2 separate regions of the Hordeum vulgare genome follow, and region 1 is linked to region 2. Evidence: chromatin contacts called from public Hi-C data. All regions are on one chromosome and are shown on one strand. The core of a region is the stretch at or near the end of the contact, and the rest is flanking DNA. Distances in the headings are between cores, read along the strand shown. Region 1 holds the start of LOC123426617 (acetyl-coenzyme A synthetase, chloroplastic/glyoxysomal-like). Region 2 holds the start of LOC123430237 (desiccation-related protein PCC13-62-like).

The links. Hi-C and Micro-C count contacts between places; a contact is called where the count stands out from the background.
Region 1: a contact with region 2 is called in a Hi-C map of seedling, with 2.4 times the contacts expected there. The contact joins the promoter of LOC123426617 here to the promoter of LOC123430237 in region 2. A contact is called at or near these places in 2 of 6 Hi-C or Micro-C datasets (leaf and seedling) and 1 of 1 datasets of contacts at active chromatin or transcription factors (embryo).

What each region holds. Positions count from the first base shown.
Region 1 is chr2H:453,504,165-453,508,405 of MorexV3_pseudomolecules_assembly, forward strand. It overlaps LOC123426617 (acetyl-coenzyme A synthetase, chloroplastic/glyoxysomal-like), which reads left to right and starts at 2,958. Exons shown (of 18, transcript XM_045110480.1): 1 at 2,958-3,634; 2 at 3,979-4,125; 3 at 4,221-4,241. The coding sequence starts at 3,338.
Region 2 is chr2H:452,654,280-452,658,860 of MorexV3_pseudomolecules_assembly, forward strand. LOC123430237 (desiccation-related protein PCC13-62-like) reads right to left here and starts at 2,266. Exons shown (of 3, transcript XM_045114117.1): 1 at 1,783-2,266; 2 at 1,441-1,666; 3 at 755-1,264. The coding sequence starts at 2,138. The coding sequence ends at 893.

The DNA.
Region 1 (4,241 bases), core at 1,708-4,207, 850 kb after region 2:
TGTGCAACCCTCCTCATTTCTACTAAGTCTGGGCTTCCTACAGTGCTAAGCGGAAGTACCGCTGGCGGGAGAGGTAGTACCGCTCCGGCAGAACTACCTCCTCCCTCACTTTGTCAAACTGCGTGTGAAGCCCGATACTTCCGTGTCATCCAAGCAGTAGTACTGCTTGTGCACGACTTGTGTACATAACGACTGGATTTGGGAAGACCTATTTAAGGGGATCTTCTTCCCCAATGATATTCAACTTTTTTGAGCTCGTGTTTGCCCCCCATTGTTGACCTTCTTCGAGCTTGCTAACTCTCAGTCCCTCCAATGATTCTTGCTAGTTTTTGAGGGAAAAGAGAGAGGAGATCTAGATCCGCATTTCCACCAATCACTTTCTCCTCTTTGTGAGGGGAACCCCTTGGGTCTAGATCTCGGAGTTCTTTGTGAGCTCCTTGTTCTTCCTCTCATATTCCTCCATGGCTTTTGTTGTTGTGGAGGAATTTGAGTGTGAGGGACTTTATCACTTTGTGTGTTCTTACCACTGCATTAGTTGCATCGGTTTGAGTTCTCCATGGTGATATGTAGAAGTGAAAAGTTGACAAGCTTATTACTCTTGGGTGCTTGGTACCCTAGAGCTTGTTCTTCTTGGGTGCTTTGGCATCCTAGAAGCTTGGTGGTGCCTCAGAGCTCAATTATTATGGTTAAAGCTCTAGGCAAGCGTCAGGGTCTCTAATTAGGTTGTGGAGATTGTCCCGAGCATTTGGGGTCATCTAGAAGCCACAATCCATTATGGTGAAGCTCCGTGGTGTTCTTGGGAGCCTCCAATTAAGTCGTGAAGATTGCCCCAACCTTGTTTGTACGGGTTTGGTGACCACCTCAAGGGTCCCTTAGTTGAATCACAACATCTCGCATTGTGCGAGGGCGTGGGGAGATTACGGTGGCCCTAGTGGCTTCTTGGGGAGCATTATGCCTCCACACCGCTCCAAACGGATATTAGCATCCGCAAGGGTGTGAACTTTGGGATACATCGTCGTCTCTGCGTGCCTCGGTTATCTCTTACCCGAGCCCTATACTTATGCACTTTACTTTGTGATAGCCATATTATTTCTTGTTATATATCTTGCTATCACTTAGTTGTTTATCTTGCTTAGCATAAGTTATTGGTGCACATAAGTGAGTCTAGTTGTTTTAGGTTTTGTGCTTGACAAATTAAATGTTTGTTTTATTCCGTATTTGTTCAAGCCTAAACAGTAGTTACTTTAAATATCCTATTCACCCCCTATAGGCAACATCCACGTCCTTTTACCAGGCCCAAGCGATGCACATCGAGTGCGCATGGGTGGGGCCCTTGCACCAGAGGTGGCCGGAGGGATGCGAACTGTGTACGTACTTCTTCTTCTACCTCTACTAAGCTCATCCCTAATCTCCTTCTTCCTTCTCCCTTCTAATCTACACAACGGTGTTCCGGTTCGAGATAAGCCCTGCACAAAAAAGATGCACATTGATGTTATGGTTCCATTTTTACGATCAGTTTGTAGTTTCATCAACCGTAAATGCTCAATTTCATGTTCAGGTTTGGAGCTATTTTGGACGAATTTTGTCAAATTCCTCATGCATGGTAGACCATTTGAAATTTCCTTTGACCGACAACTTCATCTTGCAGTTCCATATGACATTCGTGTTGCAATTTTCCTATTTCGACGATCCTACTGTACCGACGCCGTCATTACGCGCACACCATATTTCTTCTCCTTTGTCCTATATGTCTGGGAGTCCTCCTATTCGTCCCTTTCGACGCTGGCACCGTTCCTCTTAACCTCATTGCCCACATCCTAGTACAATGGAGTCGTCTCTGGCGTCGATCATCTTGGTCTCCTCTCTCTCGTTCTACTGCACTGATGACGCTGCCATGAAGCGAGCACTACATTTCTTCTATCTGTCCATTGTCTCCATGCAGACTTTCTTTGCCACCGATGAGGTCGCTGGCGCATGACTCCGTGAACGCCGTGCGGGACATGGAGCCACAACCACTGTCCACCGCAGTCGCCATGGTCCGACATGCATTGCATTTCTCCTCCCACATCCTCTGCCTCGCGCGCTCCTTCGCATGGACTTTTTCCCCCGACGGCGACGCTAGCAAGTAGTTTGTCGGGTCGCGATAAGAACGCTCGTCCGAGACTCCGTGCTCGTCATGTCGGACACGACGTCACAGTCACCATCCACCGCAGTCGATATGGTCCGACACACATTGCATTTCTCCTTCCCCGTCTGTTGCCTCATCGCTCCTCCGCACGGAGTTTCTCTGCGGCGGCGACACAAGCAACTAGTTTGCCGCGGCGTTCGCAGGAACGCTAGCACGAGACTCCTTGCGCGTCATGTCGGATGCGGCGCCGCGGTCACCGTCCACCATAGTCACGAGGCACGGTGTAAATGTGTGTGTTAAGTGTAAGTGTTAGCTCTTAATCATATCTCACGTATACAACCAAATACCGTGTAGTAGTGTGACTTGAATCAATGCAGGCAACCAAACGCTATGTCAAAATTACTCATTTAATACGAAAGGTCTAAATGCAGACAACCAAACAATATACAGATGTTAGTTTTTCACATACATTTCGACAACCAGCCTCCGCTGAGCCAGGCTTCGTTGAGCTAGGCTGCACTAGAACGGCTGTCAAACTAGTAAGTTGCAGAGCGTGTGTGCGTGCATGGTGAGTGTATGTGTGCATGTGAGCATTATAATGTGTTTTGCAAAAATTAAAGGAATTTAAAAATTGGCGAGCGATTGTGAATTTATTAAGTTAAAAATACATTTCCCCTAAAAATAAGTTAAATACATTCAAATTGTTCTTTCCGCAAAAACTACTCGAAACCACCGGACGATTGCGAACGGCGATGCAAACCAGGCAGAGCGGTGAGCCGTCCGCCCGTCTGTTCTGTTCCAACGGTGGAGAGACGGGTCAAAAAGAGTGACGATTCTCCCTCACAGACACCTAGCTTCTCGACCCCCCACGCTGCCACGCAGAGCATCCAGACGTCCTCGCCCGGCGCGCGGCTCCCTCTTCCCCCCTTCCGCTCCGGTAGCCGGCGCCGACGAATCCATAGACAGTAGTAGCTGTAGAGTAGCAGCAAGAGCACTCTACAACTCCGTCCCACCAGAAAAAGGCGCACCAACCAGACTAGACACAAGAGGCATCGACGGTTCCACCTTCCGCCCGCCCGCCCCACCTGCCTGCTGATTTAGCTCCTCCACCAGAACGCGCCCCGAAAGTCAGAATTTTTTTGGCCCACGGTGGCGAGCAGTTAAGGAGGTGGTGTGGTGAGCCGTGGCCGTCAGGCCACGAGGCCGTCAATGGCCCAGTATATATACGCCACCACCGCCCGCTGCTGCTGCAGCTCCGCACGCGCCCACCGCGCGATCCCACTCCAGGCTCCCGCGCTAGCCCCCTCGTCGTCTCGATCGCCGCTCCGGTGGGGCTCGGCCATGGGCGCGAGCGATCGCCTGGCGGTGGCCGCCGCCAAGCCGCGGCACGCTGCGCCGTGCGCGGCGACCGTGCTGGGCGAGCCGCTGCCGGCGTCCGACGACCACGGCCTCGTCCACCCCAGCGCCGACTTCGCCGCCCAGGCCCTTGTCTCCTCTCCGCAGCAGGTCTCCATTCTTTTTCCACTTTCCATTTCGATTATGTTGATCCGCCCCCAGACGGGCGCCGTACGTTCGAAGTCCTTCCGTTTCGAGGCGCGTAGTATGCGGCTAGTTGTGTGATCCATCGCTACCCACTCACGGCATCAGATAAGGCAGATAGGGACTGACTGGACATAAGGAGAGTTAGGATTGGTGAATTCGGAGCGTGGGTTAATTCCCATTTTCCTAGGGTCTGTGAATTGACTACTGAGTACTGACTACCGAGTAGAACATTCCCTGACTCTGTAGTATTTGATTTGTGGCGGATATGATGACTGATCATGGTGTTTTTCTCAATGACTGGCAACCAGTACCGGGAGATGTATCAGCGGTCGATTGATGATCCTGCCGGGTTCTGGTCAGAAATAGCTGAAACATTCTACTGGAAGCAGAAGTGGAGCCCTGACGAAGTCTGTACTGAGAACCTTGATGTCACAAAGGGGCCGATCAAGATCGAAGTAAGCTTATGCCTAAGTGTGGTGTTTGCTCTCGATCCTGACTTGTTTGTGATGGGAGGACAGAGTGACGTTGAACGTCGTTGGTATTTTCGCAGTGGTTTAAAGGGGGCAAAACT
Region 2 (4,581 bases), core at 1,016-3,515:
TACTTGAGCGCCCGCTCGCAACTCCACCTACCCCATCCAACCGCGGCGGCGACGCCGCTCGCGCCACCCCATTTCTTTCGACGACCGTTCCGGCGCTTCCCCGACCTATCCCCGCGCCGCCGCTGCTTCCTCCTCTCTCTCTAGTCACCGCCGCCCCTTGCGCACGGCAGTAGTCCGGCGAACAGCGCCGGCCGTCCATTGCCGCTTGACGCCCGCAAGGTGTTCAACAAAACATCGGTAATGTATATATTGGATTCAACTACACTTTTTTACATGAATTTAATGCATGTTGTTTGTAGTTTTTATAGCTTAGTTTAAATTAAACATTGTAGGTGAGTTCCTCAAATGATTCTTCGAAAAAAGAATTTGATATGAAAGAGGAGGAGGATCTTGCAATGATTTTAGCTATGTACATCAATAAAAGACTCAAGCACAGTGGTTTGGTTATGAGTCGGCAGAGAATTTGAAAGGATATGATCGATTTTTGTTGATTTATTTTGTTTGTGTTTGATCTTTTTTCTTATGTTTTAAGCGCATATGTTGAACTTAAACGCATATGTTATTCAACGATATCGCACTGCATTTTAACGCGTTTGCTGAAGCTATGCGCGCTGCATTTTACAACGGTCGCCGCCTTTCCCGCATCAAAAAGGGCCCGCCGCACGTTCGACGGGTGTTTGGAGATGCTCTCAAGCCACTTCTCTGTGATAAGACCAAATTCGTCCGCTGTCACAGGAAGCTTGGGGTTCCATGGTTGATTCTGGAACTTGCAGGTCCTTTTATTGATTATTAGCATGCATAAGGACAACACACACATGTATGATGCATAGTCTACAGTTTGCTTTAGAGAACAACAAACACTCCAGATGTATACATGTCCGTGATTGATCGTCTACATGAGGAGGCCCCTGGCGATGCGGCCATCAGCGCCCTGGGGAAAGAACCCGCCGGCCTGGGCGGGGCTTCCGGTGCCGTACACGATGCCGAGGATCTCCTCGGGCGTGCGATCGTAAGCGAGTGAGAAGCGGTCGCCGGCGATGATGTTCCCCACGGTCTGCCCCTCGGGCCCCTGACCAGGCGCCACCACTAGCCCTTCGTCCTTCACTCCCCTCCTCCCCAGCTCGTTCCGCAGCTCGGAGATGTGCGCGGTCACCTCCGCCACACCAACACCATAGCTCGCCACCCGCGACAGTCCGCGCTCGTACAACAGAGCCCGGATCACAGCGTCCTGTGCCGATTCCACGCCCAGCAGTCCCGCCACCAGCTGCGTGCAATCAATCACAGAAGTACTACTATCAGTTACTGTACTAATTACTATCACGTACATGTAATTAACGGGAATATCAGTACGCATGCACGCATTTTGTGTGTGCAATCAATACGGCTATGGGGTAAGTAGTGGTAGGGTGATCACGCTTATGGCGTAGCTTAGGTACGTACCCTTCTGGCCTGAGGAGTGAGGAGGTGGGGGTTCGCGCCGACGTAGCCAGTAAGGCCGACGTAGGGGATGATGTAGGAAGCGATGAGGAAGTTGAGGCTGTTCTCGTATGGGTTGAAGGGCGGGTCCAGCGTCGTGTTCATCGCCTGCTCCACGATCTTGCCGATGTTGGTCGCGCTGATGTCCAGCTGCGGCCGCGGGAATCCCCTCACGGTCTGCTTGATCGCCCTGCACATACACACGCACGCACTGTCCATAAACGATATGCCACTTCTGTGCCACTAATAGTTCTTGGTCGGGAGAGAGTACGAGTGGCCGAATTGTGAGCTTAATAGCGTACGTACCTGAGGTGGCCAACTTCTTGGTAGCAGAACTGTGTGGCGACGTCTCGGACGAAGGGAGTGAGGGCGGCGGTCTGGCCACCGATTGGGGGCGGACCGCCGCTGGTGAGGTTGACGTCGATGCCATCCAGGCCGTAGCCCAGCGCCGACCAGCAGAAGAACTCCGCCTCCAGGTACTCGAGGTTCAGCGGGAACTCCAGCAGGTCCACGTCCGATTGTGGCAGCATCGTGCCGCCGCCGCCGCCGAAGAACCCACGGTACCGTGCCCACTCGTTGTCCATGTCCTGCGCCCGGCAGACGCCGACGCAGAGAGCAACCGCCACCAAGGCGACCACGACGACGGTGGCCGGCGGACCCATGGCAATACTAGTTGCAGCTCGTATAGTATGATCCCGAGTTGGGAGTTGGGACTTGTTCCCACACGCCAAGGATGGTAGGATCACTGATCTGCAGGTTTGGGGGACTCGACTTCTGCGTGTTCTCGTCCTCGGGATCAGCGAATGTAATATAGGCGGTGCGGCACATGCGGAAGGGGTGAAACGTGGATCATGACGTGGACGGGAACGGGAAGAGGAGTGGGGGTGGCGTGCCAAGGGTGTGGCGTCCGGGGGAGCTACGTGTGGCGTTGTTTAAACGGCCGGTCGCTGTTTCCTTTGTCTTGGAGGAAATTTGAGTGGGTCGACCATTACTCCATTGTGTGACGTTTTCTGTGCACTTGTCTTGCGAGTTTTCTAGTTTTGGACCTTACCTTGGGCTCTTGAAGTACACACTATGGTGGCGCAAATTACACAAGTTCCCGTACACGAAATGGGACATGCGATGTGCGCTCAGAAAGAAAGGTAGGAAGGGCGAAGAAACAAGGTCTCACATGTGCTTGCAAGGCATTATAAAACAGTGCTTGCAAGGGAAATATTAGCTTGATGCACCCTTTTTTTTAAGTTAGCAACGTGTTTATAATTTTAGAAACATGTCTTGTCCCCTAAGTCCTAAGTAAGCTCCTAGTCCTGCAAGCATGGCTCAACACCATCCAACACCACTGCCCTAAGACCAATGAAAAAATAGCGTGTTATACAAAATAGCATCCCTTCTAAAAATATGTTATTAGTGTGCTATAGCACGCTATAACGTGTTATTAGCGAGACATTATACATTGATCAATTTAGCGAGCCAATTCTGTATACGCTATAGGATGCTATTAGTGATGGTATAGCGCTATTTTTTTCAGTGCCTAAGACACACACATATTTCCACATTCTGTATTTCAACAAAACCATCCATCAGTTTCATCACTTAACCTCTTCTCGTCCCACCAACGGCAGCCGTAGTGTTCATCTGATCGCAATCTCATCAATCGTAGGATGATGCACTTGGTGCGAGGTGGCCAACAACTATGAACGCCCTTGAAGGCGTGGCCATCGGAATGGACACCACCAAATGCACATCGACGGCAACGCCCTCGCATGCACGTGAGGTGTGGCTTCTTCAAAACACATTTATCTACCAATCTCCTCCTTTACAGTCTATGCAACCGAACTTTTTGTTTTAAGCATATGCTCATATTTATTATCCAATCCTCCATTTGTGCTTCCTTTTCTCTGCAACATAACCATTTCTTGTTCCTTCATTCAATCGTTCACAAAAAGTTTGACCTAGTGGCGGAAATTATGCATAGTTCTCTAACCGGATGGTGGTTGCATTGAACATTATATAATTGCAATTAACATTAAGCTATGAATATAATTGGCAACTACATGAATACTTAATTAGGACCTTCTACGGAAATTTTAAGATTCTTAGTTATGATATATGATTATAGAAAAATAAGCTTTTTCGCATCATAAATGTCTATGGTCAATAGTGCAATAGTGGCATACTCTGATTATTTAAAATTTTAGATACATTTTTGCTTCCCTAATCTTGAATTTATTTATTTTTGAAATATGAATTTTAAATTCTAACTTGTGCTGAAAGAGATAAATATTATGTTTGGCTCTGGGAAATATGTGCCAACCATTTTTGTTAGCTCCCTAAATTTGAAGACAGGGCCAACAATATATCTTACTCTACTTTATTTCTTAATCTAAAGACCAAATGGTAAAACAACTCCTTTCATATAAACATATTGCAATGTAATCTACAAAGACAAGAAATCATGCAAATAAGATGGATGTGTTGTCCTGCGCGTATGTATGTTGTCCATGATTTGTATTTTTTAGGGAAACTATAAAACATTATTCATCAACTAGTTCCAACGGGATGATTACGTTATCATGCGGCTCAATTAGCCAGACATGTGTACATATGTCAAGATATAGTGAATGCTTGGCTAGACTATCGGCTTGGTGATTCCTAGACCTATTCTCATGAAGGAAATTGCACTCCTCGAAGAGTTGTGGATGTAGTCTGACCTCCCTTATGATAGGGCCATGAGCACCTTCCGTATTTGCCTTCAGATCATCAACCACCCCAAGACAATCAGAAGAAACCAAATTTCATTTGACGAAAAGATCATCTGCTAGGAAGGTCAATAGCTCCTGTGCGATGTTTTTTCTGCGAATTGGCTGCAAAGGGATATCGGGAGGGACCCATAGCTTATCCGCGTTGGCGTGGGACCTAGATGGAGGCGACATCTCTCTGTGCACACAAATAGCCAAGGCACGACATGGCACTTAAGCACAATCTCTGTTAGGATTAGGTGGAGTCGGGAGGGACCCACAACTTATCCACGTCGGCATGGGGACCCAGATGAAGGCGACTACGGTTAAACAGATTTTCCCTGCGCGCGCATCCTTCCTCTTCTTC